Linked DNA regions of Mus musculus: regions 1 and 2 are each linked to region 3. Evidence: chromatin contacts called from public ChIA-PET and HiChIP or PLAC-seq data. All regions are on one chromosome and are shown on one strand. The core of a region is the stretch at or near the end of the contact, and the rest is flanking DNA. Distances in the headings are between cores, read along the strand shown.

Region 1 (3,742 bases), core at 1,243-3,742, 92 kb after region 3:
TTTACTGTGGAGAGGTGGCAACCATGGCGACATGGTTGCTGTAGCCCAGTAAGTAATATCAACCATAACAAATTTCTGTGTGGTCCTACAAACATAAAAATATTTCTCTGTATTCTGAGAATTTTACAAAGACAAGGAGAACAAGATTTAGTGTTCTAGCTTTTAAAGAATGAAGGGAAGTTCAAAGCCTTGGTGGGAGAAAAAAGTACAGAAGTGTTAAAGAGAGCTGACAGCCAGGTCTGGTAGCACATGCCTGTCACCCCTGTGCAGGTGTGAAAACCTTTCTTTCTTCCTTTCTTCCTTCCTTCCTTCCTTCCTTCCTTGTTTTGTGAAAACCTTTCTTTCTTCCTTTCTTCCTTCCTTCCTTCCTTCCTTCCTTCCTTCCTTCCTTCCTTCCTTGTTTTGTTTTGTTTTTTTGAGATAGGGTTTCTCTGTATAGCCCTGGCTGTCCTGGAACTCACTTTGTAGACCAGGCTGGCCTCGAACTCAGAAATCTGCCTGCCTCTGCCTCCTGAGTGCTGGGATTAAAGGTGTGCGCCACCACACCTGGCTAAGACCTTGTTTCTTAAGACACACATAGCAATGCATGCCTGTAACCCCAGCATCTGGGAGGTGCAAGCAGAAGGACCAAAAATTTAAGGTCATTTTCTGCCACGCAACAAGTTCAAGGAACAGCCTTGACTAAATGAGACCCTTAAAACAAAAAAGATTTCTTCTATCTATTCTTCTGAGAATCTTACAAAGGCAAAGGGACAAGCCTTAAAATAAAAGGCCAGTATGATCTTTTCATAAAACGAAACCAAAACAAAAACAACTCACTTACTTTTATTCATTCAGGAAATTATTCTCAGAAGCCACTTGGTGAAGAGGCCTGAGCTCTTATTGATCTCGGGTTAACTTGAGGGAGGCTGTGACGAATTGAATAGCCACCAGTTAAATAGAAAGTATGAGTAAAAGAAGAAATTCTGACCTAAATACATCTTGAGGAATAAGATGGACACTAAAAAATTTTACACTTGGGAAGTGTAATTGTGTCATTTCTTCCTCTTTATCACTGACATAATGGCTAGTTAGGGCACTGGGGCCGAGACTCTCTGGTATGTGAGCATGCTGCTTGTATCTTGCATTTTCATGGATGTATGAAAACTTGGAATTACTAAAATGGCAAACTAATGAGTGTCTGAAGTCACCGTTTCATGCCATGACCATACCCACAATTTACAGGAATCTCTGGCCAGGAAGGGCTGGGTGGAGCTAAAGACCACAGTCTGAGGACAGCAAAGCCAAAGGCCAAAGACAGCTGTCCTGCTCCAAGCGGGGGAAGTTAGAGCCCGTGGTGAGCGAGGCAGAGCCCACAGTGTGGGAAAGCTGAACCACTGTCAGCCAAGTTCGGAATGTTAAGACAAAGGACAAGAGCAGGCCCAGGGGACAAGGTCATCGCACATCCAGGAACACAGGCACACCCTTCTCCAGAGGGCCAGTTTAATAAGCTTCCATTTGTATTTTAAAGATTTAAGCAGCAGGCGTCCTCCCAAGAGAGTGGTCACTTTCAAACTACACTACATTCATGTGTGGGTCATAAAATGTATGCTGAGTATCTACCAGCATTTATTAATGAGATAAAAAAAGCAAATAGAATAGAAAGTATCTATTGCCACAGAAGGGGTGGAGTGGTCTGCTTTGGTTATGGGTACATGTACTACAAAGCCCTCTGAAGTCCAGAACATATGGACATTCCCCCAGGAGCATTTCTGTCTCCTCCCTTTTAACTTGGTCCTTCTGGTGTCAAAACTCCCTCCTTAATATGTTATCAAAAGCACTGGGCCAAAAAGCAGAGCACAAGCCCAGCTGAAGTTTAGGGGTCAATCTAAGTTGAAGATAGTACTTCACTTCTGATCCTGATAGCTCATTCTCTGAACGTTTGCTCCCAAGACTGTGATGGTCATGGTAGAACCATCAAGAGGTTATACATCCTTACTCCTGTGATGAAGAGGGTGTGAATCAGCTGGGATAGCTGGTGTTTGTCCTCTTTGACCTATAAGAGTTGCCAGCCGGTGTATCAGTCTGATATGGTACTGGCAGAGTCTCCTGGGATGCCTTCTTCAGGGCTGTACCAGCAGATTGATGAAGCTGGTAACAGAGGCACATGGTGGTTGGGGTAAGCCAAGGGTTACATTTGTATTTTCTTTGCTGGACTCTGGCTTTCAAGCAATGGGGCTTAGTACCTGGTAGCTGCCTGGAGCTGAAACCATTGTGCTTCCATGTCAGCTGCTTCTCGTGTGCTTGCGCATCTCTGTGAGCAAGACTGGTTTACACATACCAGAAATATTTTTTGCTTTTATTTTCCCACTCGGCAAGATGTTTCTTTCATCTTAGTTTTTATATATTTTTTCTGAAGCCAGTGGTTTCTGGTTGTTTCGTTTTCACATCTGTTAAGTTTGGGTTTGGGGTGGGGTTGTTTTGTTTTCCCTTTCATCTCCCCTCTCCTCACCCTGCCTTCCACATATATTTTTTATTCTCTTAAGACAGGGTTTCACCTTGTAGCACTGGGCAGCCTGGAACTCGCAGCGATCTGCCTGCCTCTGCCTCCAGACTATTGGGATTAAAAGGTCACACTGCCCTGTGCTCCTATTACTAATTCATGAATCAAGAGAGCAGGACTGTCATCCAGCATTTGGTAAACTAAGGTGGGAGGATCATGAATTCCTAACGTGCCTGCGCTGCATAGCAAGACTGCAAGACTAAAAGTAAAGAGATCAAGACAGAGGGAGGGGAGAAAAAGAGAGGGGGAAAGAAGGAAGGAATGAACGAAAGAAGAATGAACAATGTAAGACATTTCTTTGTTTGCCAGATGTGGCTGTTCTCATTAATCCTGTCCGAAGGAGCAGAGGCAGGAGGATTTCTGTGAGTTCAAGGCTACACTGATTTATACAGTGAGCTCTAGGACAGCCTGGGCTAGAGAGTGAGACCCTGTCTCATACAAACGACTACAGAACCCCTACTTCTTGAATTTTTGTTAAACAGAGAGTTTGTGATTACACTTTCAGATGGAATTTCTGACTGGCTCTTCCCTCCTTTTTTAAGTGGCAGAATTCTTAATGGGAATGTGGGCCTGATTCCTTCTTAAGAGTGCCGGGCACTCTTAAGCCGGGCAGTGGTGGTGCATGCCTTTAATCCTAGCACTTGGGAGGCAGAGGCAGGAAGATTTCTGAGTTCGAGGCCAGCCTAGTCTACAAAGTGAGTTCCAGGACAGCCAGGGTTACACAGACCAAACATCTCTATATCGTGCTACTGGGTGGTGGGGACTTGCTTAGAGCAAGTTAGGTCTTCCTCCTCCTCCTCCTCCTCCTCCTCTTCCTCCTCTTCCTCCTCCCCTCCTTCTGTCAGCATCCTGGTTGAAGGAGGTGAACAGTCTACTCAACCATTGGCCTTATTCTTATTCTTGGTCCCATGCCACCAGAGGCCCAAAGCAACACAGTCATGTGACCACTGACTGAATTTTTTTTAAAACCGTGAACCAAGTAAACTTTTCTTTTTAAAAGTTGATTGCCTTGCTAGGCATTGATGGCTCATGCCTTCATCCCAGCATTAAGGAGGCAGAAGCAGGCAGATCTCTTGTGAGTTTGAAGCCAGTCTGGTCTACAGAGCGAGTTCCAGGACAGCCAGAGCTACATAATGAGACTCTGTCTCAAAACAAAACAAAGCAAAACAACAAGAAAAAAAATGTTGATTACCTCAGGCA
Region 2 (3,740 bases), core at 299-2,798, 85 kb before region 3:
TTTTTAAGTGCCATTCCTGCCCCCAATCTGCAATTTAGAGCTGAAAAAATTGAAAAGAGAAGACCATGATAATGAAAGCATCAGCCCACATTCGCTGGACACTTTCTTCAACTATTAAGTTATCCTGCGCATGGTGGTTTCCTGTTGTTAGACCTAGCCAACACTTGAGAGGCTGAATCAAGAGGATGGCAAGTCTGAGGCCCAGCTGGTCTATGTGCAAAGATGTGTGTGTGAGACAGAGAGGAGGAGGGAGAGAGGGAGAGAGGGAGGGAGAAAGAGAGGGAGGGAGGGAGAGAGAGAGAGAGAGAGAGAGAGAGAGAGAGAGAGAGAGAGAGAGAGAGAGAGAAGCTATTCTGAGTGCCTCTTAGGAAATTCACTGAGCCTTACTAAGTACACAGCAGCAGTATGAAGTCAGTCCTGTGGTTTCTCCCCTTTTACAGGTAAAGCGGCCGAGGCTTTAATGGTTAAGACCCAGGACCACTTAAGTTCTAACAGTGGTCACTTCTCAAGATCCATACTATGGCAAGTCACTTTTCCACACATAGACAAACCAACATAGAGGGCCTGAAAGGGTAAGAAACATGATCACTCTACTCTCTTATTTTAGTCTAGATAATTTTCTACATTATATTCCTTAACAACGTGTTTATTATGAAGCATGTTCTCAACACTGACCTGTTTATATTCATAGACTATACTAAACTGATGTAAAAATTATTGGATTTTATTTAGCTTTGAGGGAGCATAGGGTTTAGACGTTTTAATGGAATATAGTCATCACCTGAATTGAGTATTTCAATGAAGTATTTCTAGCAGACTCCTATGAAGAAGACCGTCTCCCATGTGCTATTAAAAATTGAGCTCATGACTGCAGTCTGTAGTTATTTTTTTTCTTGTAGAGCCAGAGGGTACAGTCTGTGACCTCATGTAGAAAATAGCCACCAAGAATCTATCCAGGATCATTTTTAGTTCTTTAGTTTTGGCATGCACAAACAATTTTCAAAGCAGATTAAATTTGTCCAATGTACTTTAGAAGTATGTATTGCAAAGCACAAGCGGGGGATGCAAGCCACAGAGCAGAGCTTTTAATGGCGAGGCCATTCGGGAAGCAAGCATCCGTCTGGAAGCTTTGGTTACTACATTTCCAGAAACTTCTTCCCTTCCTTTTCATTGTCGCTCTGAGCATGGCAGTATCCAGTTTCCACATTGCTAAACTTCTGCCTTTTCCCCTGGCATTTTCAAGAAGTAGAAGGAGTGTGCCATTTTTTTTTTCATTCTGTACCCTTGAAGAAACTAGAACTTAAGCTGGGATATCTTTCCATGAACATTTTTTAATGTTTCTTATCTCTGAACCTGCTGTGGAGAATTTAGTACAAGACATGCATGGATAAAATGAATCGTCTTAAAGGATTGCAGCTCCAAAAATACCCCAGCAGGACTGGGCAGGTTTGACATAATGACATTCCTATTTTAGCCTGACTTCTGGAACTCTGAAGAACTATAAATTGAGCCACACAAGATCCTAAGAAGGTGGTGCCTCTTCTAACCGCATATAGAATTTTTCTTCAGACTTTTGGAAAAGATGTATCTAGTGGTTGTTTTCCTAGAGAATGAGACTGTTGGTACTTACCAACTTTAATACAGGAAATGATAGGTAGAAAGCCCTGCTCTGTATCCTACTGAAAACCAAATTTGATTACGGAAACTTACACCAGGAGCTCAGAGCCAAGGTCTGCACAAGCCGCATCTGAGATGGCAGAAGCCTCTGTGGATATCGGGACTCAGCCCGTAACCGTGAAGAAAAAGAAGAGCCTGTCCATCGAGGAGAAGATTGACATCATAAATGCAGTGGAAAGTGGCAAGAAAAAGGCAGAGATTGCAGCTGAATATGGCATAAAGAAAAATTCATTGTCTTCCATTATGAAAAACAAAGACAAAGTTCTAGAAGCCTTTGAGTCTTTGAGATTTGATCCGAAGAGAAAAAGACTGAGAACAGCGTTTTATACGGATCTAGAAGAAGCATTGATGAGGTGGTATCGGATTGCTCAGTGTCTAAACGTTCCAGTTAATGGCCCGATGTTGCGTCTAAAAGCTAATGATTTTGCCCAGAAGCTGGGACACAATGATTTTAAGTGCAGCAATGGTTGGCTGGATCGTTTTAAGTCCAGGTATGGCTTAGTATTCAGAGCACAACCCGTAGAAGCCACGGGTATATCTATAGACCCTTCCACTGTGTGGTACCAAAATGTGCTACCTTATTACTTAAATGATTATCATCCTAAAAATGTTTTCAATGTAAAAGAGACTGGGTTGCTTTATCGAATGTTACCTACAAATACTTTTGCATTCAAAGGGGAAACATGCTCAGTTGGAAAGTTGTGCAAAGACAGGATAACGCTGGCACTCGGAACAAATATGGATGGCTCTGAGAAGCTCCCTTTGCTGATCATCGGGAAAAACCGAGCCCCGCGTTGTTTCAAGGGCATAAAATCATTGCCTGTGTACTATGAAGCTAACAGAACGGCGTGGATGACCGCAGCCATATTCGAGCAGTGGATGCAGAAGCTGGATGAGAAATTCCAAGCCCAGAAACGAAGAGTGGTGATTTTTGTTGACTCTTGCCCCGCACATCCGGAAGTGAAAAACCTAAAGTCCATTGAGTTGGCATTCTTCCCGTCATGCTTGTCTTCCGGGTTTGCAGCTATGAATCAAGGTGTTATTAAAAGCCTTAAAATCAAATATCGGCATTGTCTTATCAAGAAATTTTTAAGTTCAGTCGAAAGTAGCAAAGAGTTTACATTTTCTCTTCTAGATGCAGTTGATACATTGCATCTCTGCTGGAGAGCTGTAACTCCAGAGACTATTGTTAAAAGCTATGAAGAAGCAGGATTCAGGTCTCCAAAGGGAGAAAATGACACAGCCAATGCAGATGCTGCTGTTGCTCTTGACCTGACTGCCCATGCAGTGGGGGCAGGAGTGGAGTTTCTTGAAGGCTTGTCCATAGAGGAATACGCTGCCCTGGATGAGGACCTGGAGACTTGTGAAGCCACCCAGAAAGATGATGCCGAGTGGGCCGGAGAAAGTAAGCAAGACGAAACTGGTCTTTATACTTCCGATGAAGAGGAGGAGGACAGCGGGGCGCTAGAAGTGGATCTGCCGTCACCATCCAAGAAGGACGCGCTCTCAGCTGTAGGCACTCTGAAAAGGTTTCTTAGAAGTCACGACCTGAATGATGAACTTCACGGTTCTTTAGCAGACCTTGAAAACTTTATTAACGCTTTGTCACCTAAGTAGTCACGTATTGTTCGGCTGCAGAGCAGTAACTTTTCCTCGGGTATCTTATTACCCAAGGAATGTAAACAGAAAGTATCGCTTAAACAAGAAAAGAGAAAGCTTGATAATAATCGGTGGCTTAACTGCAGAGCCTTTGATCTGCATAGCGGGGGCTCCCTAGTAAAGAATGACTAAGTAAAACTGCAAAATTCCGTTTAGCAGGTTTGGGGAGAATAAAAAATGTGTTTCAGAGGCTTTATACTTGAAAGAAACTTAGCATGTGTGTGAAAGAACGCCAGCTGGCTGACTCACGCGCATGAAATTGCAGGTTTTCATTATCTTTGTTTTTAAGTTCAGATCATGTTCTAGAATATTTTATCTTTGTAGTCTTAAAAAAAGCGTATTTATTTTTGTAAAGTCATATGCATGCCACCTCTATGCTAATGAATTCGTTTGTTCTCTTTCCT
Region 3 (4,005 bases), core at 290-2,789:
CAAATGCAAAACAATTAATTTTGAAAAAGTGATCACTAGAAAAAATAACTGATTAATGGTGTATGTACCTATTCAGATTGCTCCCAAGGTTCCTTTTGGCATGTGGCTCCCAATCACACTTAAATTAATAAGTCTGTCATTGTGAGTCACAGCAAATTAAGACACTGTCCACTCACTCATGGTTTAATTCAGTAATTCTTAGGCCAGCAAGCTTATTTACCAGAGTCATCTAGGAAGACTTTAAGGAAATATTATTAGGACTAGGGCTATCACTCACCAGAGGACTCTGTGTGTGTGTGTGTGTGTGTGTGTGTGTGTGTGTGTGTGTGTAGCATGAGGAAGGTCCTAGGACTGCTTCTAGACATACATCCTGTTACCCAGGATACATCCCTACACAGCATCAAGTAACTGGTGAAACTGCGGGAAAATAGCTGTTGGGACAACTGATCATTATTAATCACAAAATGAAATTATTTAGGCAACAACTCTCAGACCAGTGAACTGTCTTGAGCTTTAACTCAAACCCACTATGTCAGGACTCTGGGAGAAGAACCTGGCAGTCTATGCTTTATGAAGCTTCCTGGATAGTTCCAAAGACTGGAGGCTTAAACCACCATGCCATGCCATCAGCAGACCTTTTCGGGGAGACTCAGGTTCCCATCTCTCAGACTTATTCAGGAAGGGGAGTGCTCCTGTCATGATATATCTGCCCAGCATCATCCAGAAACTCAGCTTTCAATGATAACCTTAAGCATCAAGTTCAGCTGAGAGAGTTGGGTCCTAGGTTTCCAGGGCCTTGAGTTTGAGTCTTGTCAAGTTTACAGAACGAACAGCAGAACAAGAGTGAGTTGAGTTGTTAGCCCAAGGAAGGGCTAGAAGCAGAGAGTTTAGAGGTTGGTCTCAACCTTGACTGCACCCTGCATTCCCCTGCAGGTAATTCTCCCAGCCTTCATCCCAGCCTCTGATATAGATACCATGTGAGTGAGACCTGAGTATCAGGCATGCAAGGTGCTCAGGCAGTGGGAATGTGCAGCTAAGGCAAAGATGACCTTGGCTTCTGAACTTTATTGTTTGAGACAGGAGCTCGCGTAGTAGTCAAGGATGACTTCGAACTTGTGATCTTCTTGCCTCTACCTCCAAAGAGCTTGGACTGCAGGCATGCTTAGTTTTCCCCAGAGCTGAAGTTACACCCAGGGCTTCACGCCGGACAAGCCTTTATCACCTGAGCTATATCCCTATACCCACTTGGTTTCCTATTTATTTATTTAGCTATTATTTTAATCTTTTTCTAACAGACTTTGGGCTCCTCACTCTTTGCTCCATGCAGATGTCAGGGGTGATACTTAGGTAGAACTCTTGGGTTTAGTTTCTTGAGTATCCTCAAAGTCACACATGTGGTCGGTTAGTCCACAGAACAGGAGAGAGAGCACAGGACACCAGGTGTGCCTTGTTCCATTTCACTGTCTGAGTTATAAGTACCTAAGTCATTGGGGCACACACTCGGCAAAATCAACAAAGGCAAGAACAGGCCCAGCACAGGGCACGATATCCTGAATTAGGAAGCCCTCTTCTATTGTTGCTTTAGTTTGTGGGTCCTTAGCAGGGAAGTGGGGGTACTCCCCATTTCAAAACCAAGAAGGGTCAGGGTGTACTGAGTGGTAGAGCACATGCTTAGCAAGCAAAAGGTCCCCAGCACCATCCAACCACATGCTCTTTATCCTCACTCTAGCACTAGCTTAACAGCACAGCAGCAACCACAAAACCTAGAGATCTCGATTACACATTTGTTCCACTTTCAAAAAAAAAAAAAGAGAGAAGTTAGCTGGCTTGCTTCACCAAGAAGCAAACTCATTTCCACTCAGTGGCTGTCCTCAGGACGATGACACAGGCATGCGTGAGGCTCAGATACTGGAGCTATCAGACCTCATCTCATTTCTTCCCCGACTCACAAAGATTTTCTCCGGGGTCCTCACCAGATGTGCACCCTGTGAGTCCCAGATGTGTTTGCATAAATACCGTCAACAAGCATTTGTAAGTGAGCCTTCTTTAGTATCTGCTGACTCAGGGCCGAACAGTCAGATGATGAGATGTAGCCTACCTTCAAGTTTCTGACAGTGACATTGTGATGTTAAAAGGTGACATTGAGTCATTCTTTAAGGACCAGAAGGAGAAATGATGAAATGAAGGAGCTCTGGGAAGTTTGGGATGGGGTCACTTGATATAACCATGACCAGGCCAGCCATCAGAACACTCCTGTTGGAGCCCTGCTGACCGGTGGCAGGCAAGGCCTACCTGCATTTCACACACTGCCTTCAGGGTTTCTTCTGCCTTTTGCTTGCTGACACCTCTTCTTTCCACACCCACTGTATCCTCACCCCACCCTCAGCTCTGCCAATTTTATCCCCATCCCCACCACTCATGTCCTGAATAATATCCAAATTGTTAGCCCCGAAATATGAGAATAAATGAGGAAGTTATAGCAGGTGGGCGGAACTCCCGAGGGACAACCAAGAAGCACACCAGGAAAGAAGATAGGTAGACGAACAAAGTTGACATCAGGTATGCCGCCCTGGTGTCTGTGCCCCAGGCTGAGAAGGCACGGCACTTACCCACTCACCTGCCTTCCGGAGCACTTTTAGGGAACAAGTTCTAAAATGGGAAGGGCTCTTCCAGGGTTCCTTCGTTATGAACATGGAGTCGGGGAAGGAGTGGATATGTAGGGTGTCTGAGGCAAAAGAAGAAAACCTGAAAGCCCCGTGGAGCTTACTTAACCTAGGTAGCGCTCATTTTCTGGAGATCTGTTTTATGGCCAGGGTGCTAGGTGCTAGACTCTAGTGCTGTGTGACATGGCACCAGTTATTGCCGTTCTTCACAAAGCAAAGGCAAGTGCTAGAGCCCATGGGGTTGCCTGAGGCTGAGCGGCGGTTTAGGGGCTCCCCGACTTCCATTGGGTTAAAAGCTGCTTTAACTCAGTGGCGGGGTGTGTGTGGGAGCTTTGGGGGAAAGTCCCTGAGCTGCCTTCTGCTAGCTCCATCCACCACCACTTTAGCACCTCTGGTTCTTGTGCTGAGTCTGAGTCCCACCTTGGTTTTCTTGCTTCCGGTTTTCTAACTATTTTTTTTTTCTTAAGTCAGGGTTTCTCTGTGTAGTTCTTGCCATCCTGGGTCCTGGAATTCGCTTTGTAAACCAGGCTGGCCTTGAACTCAGAGATCTGCCAGTTTTTGAGCCAGGCTTGTCTTGGTGGTGCATGGGATTAAAAGCATGCACCACCACTCTTGGCTCCATTTACTTTCAAAAAGACAATAAACTAACAAACAGGTTCTTTATGCATTCATGGAATTTAGCTCAAGAGACTGGACTACTCCCTGGGGAAAGATAATTTCATATATTCATCTGCAAAGTGTGGACACTGAAGTTATAAAGGTCAGACTAGAAGACATGGGGTGTCATGTGCCGTGGGAGGGGCGGAGTTTAGTCTAGCAATCAATAAACACTCCTTCGGCCCATTTACTATTATTTATCTGGGGGCTTTTATGAGGTTAAACCCCACTAGAACATGGAGAGTGATATGGAAGGTTATCATAGGAGTCTCTGAAAATGAAGGCCTGCATAAGAGAGAGAGAGAGAGCGAGCGAGTGAGCGAGAGAGAGAGAGAGAGAGCACTCTGGGGTTTACCTTTGTGGTAGAGCACTTGCTTAGCATGCAAGTGACCCTGGGTCCCGTCCCCCTACCACAAAATTAATTTTAAAAGAAGGGAAAGAGGCAGAGGCAGAAAGAACTCTAGGCTCTCTTTTACTTAAACAGACACTGGAGAGTCTGGTGGAAAATACATTTGAGCCTGTCAGGGTGTGCTGTAGGGAGAGCCTGCAGCCCATTTAAACTCCATAGTGTCACTAAAGGCCACCTGCCTGGTCTTGAAAAGCAGAGTGCACCACCTAGGGCTGCCTGGACACTTCTCTCTTCCTTCCACAGCCCCAGTGGCAGAGCCTCTCGTTATTCTTACTG

Evidence for each region. ChIA-PET counts read pairs in DNA pulled down with a chosen protein or histone mark. HiChIP or PLAC-seq counts read pairs in DNA pulled down with a chosen protein or histone mark.
Region 1: an RNA polymerase II ChIA-PET map of effector CD8 T cells shows a contact between it and region 3, with 84 read pairs. The contact joins two enhancer-like sites. A contact is called at or near these places in 3 of 115 datasets of contacts at active chromatin or transcription factors (CD8 T cells, effector CD8 T cells and memory CD8 T cells) and 1 of 9 other capture datasets (adipose tissue).
Region 2: a contact with region 3 is called in a BATF HiChIP or PLAC-seq map of CD8 T cells, with 8 read pairs. The contact joins the promoter of Tigd4 here to the enhancer-like site in region 3. A contact is called at or near these places in 3 of 39 promoter capture datasets (macrophages, neutrophils and trophoblast stem cells), 1 of 15 datasets of contacts at CTCF or cohesin (CD8 T cells), 4 of 484 Hi-C or Micro-C datasets (CD4 T cells, the G1E-ER4 cell line, the N1E-115 cell line and 1 more), 6 of 115 datasets of contacts at active chromatin or transcription factors (CD8 T cells, bone marrow-derived macrophages, effector CD8 T cells and 3 more) and 4 of 9 other capture datasets (adipose tissue, embryonic stem cells, liver and 1 more).

The regions. Positions count from the first base shown.
Region 1 is chr3:84,768,304-84,772,045 of GRCm38.p6, forward strand. All of the region lies in intron 2 of Gm40079 (a long non-coding RNA gene), which reads left to right. Among named protein-coding and RNA genes, the nearest start is that of Gm40079, 25 kb to the left of the region's middle. Within about 2 kb of position 2,493, at least 34 of the 459 cell types and tissues checked have an H3K27ac peak or open chromatin away from gene starts, as enhancers often do. A contact at or near this core is called in CD8 T cells, effector CD8 T cells and memory CD8 T cells, where this site is marked.
Region 2 is chr3:84,592,026-84,595,765 of GRCm38.p6, forward strand. Tigd4 (tigger transposable element derived 4) reads left to right here and starts at 1,549. Exons shown (of 1, transcript NM_207278.2): 1 at 1,549-3,740. The coding sequence starts at 1,753. The coding sequence ends at 3,294.
Region 3 is chr3:84,677,287-84,681,291 of GRCm38.p6, forward strand. The region is part of intron 1 of Tmem154 (transmembrane protein 154); the gene reads left to right. Among named protein-coding and RNA genes, the nearest start is that of Tmem154, 13 kb to the left of the region's middle. Within about 2 kb of position 1,540, at least 92 of the 459 cell types and tissues checked have an H3K27ac peak or open chromatin away from gene starts, as enhancers often do. A contact at or near this core is called in CD8 T cells, the G1E-ER4 cell line, adipose tissue and 3 more, where this site is marked.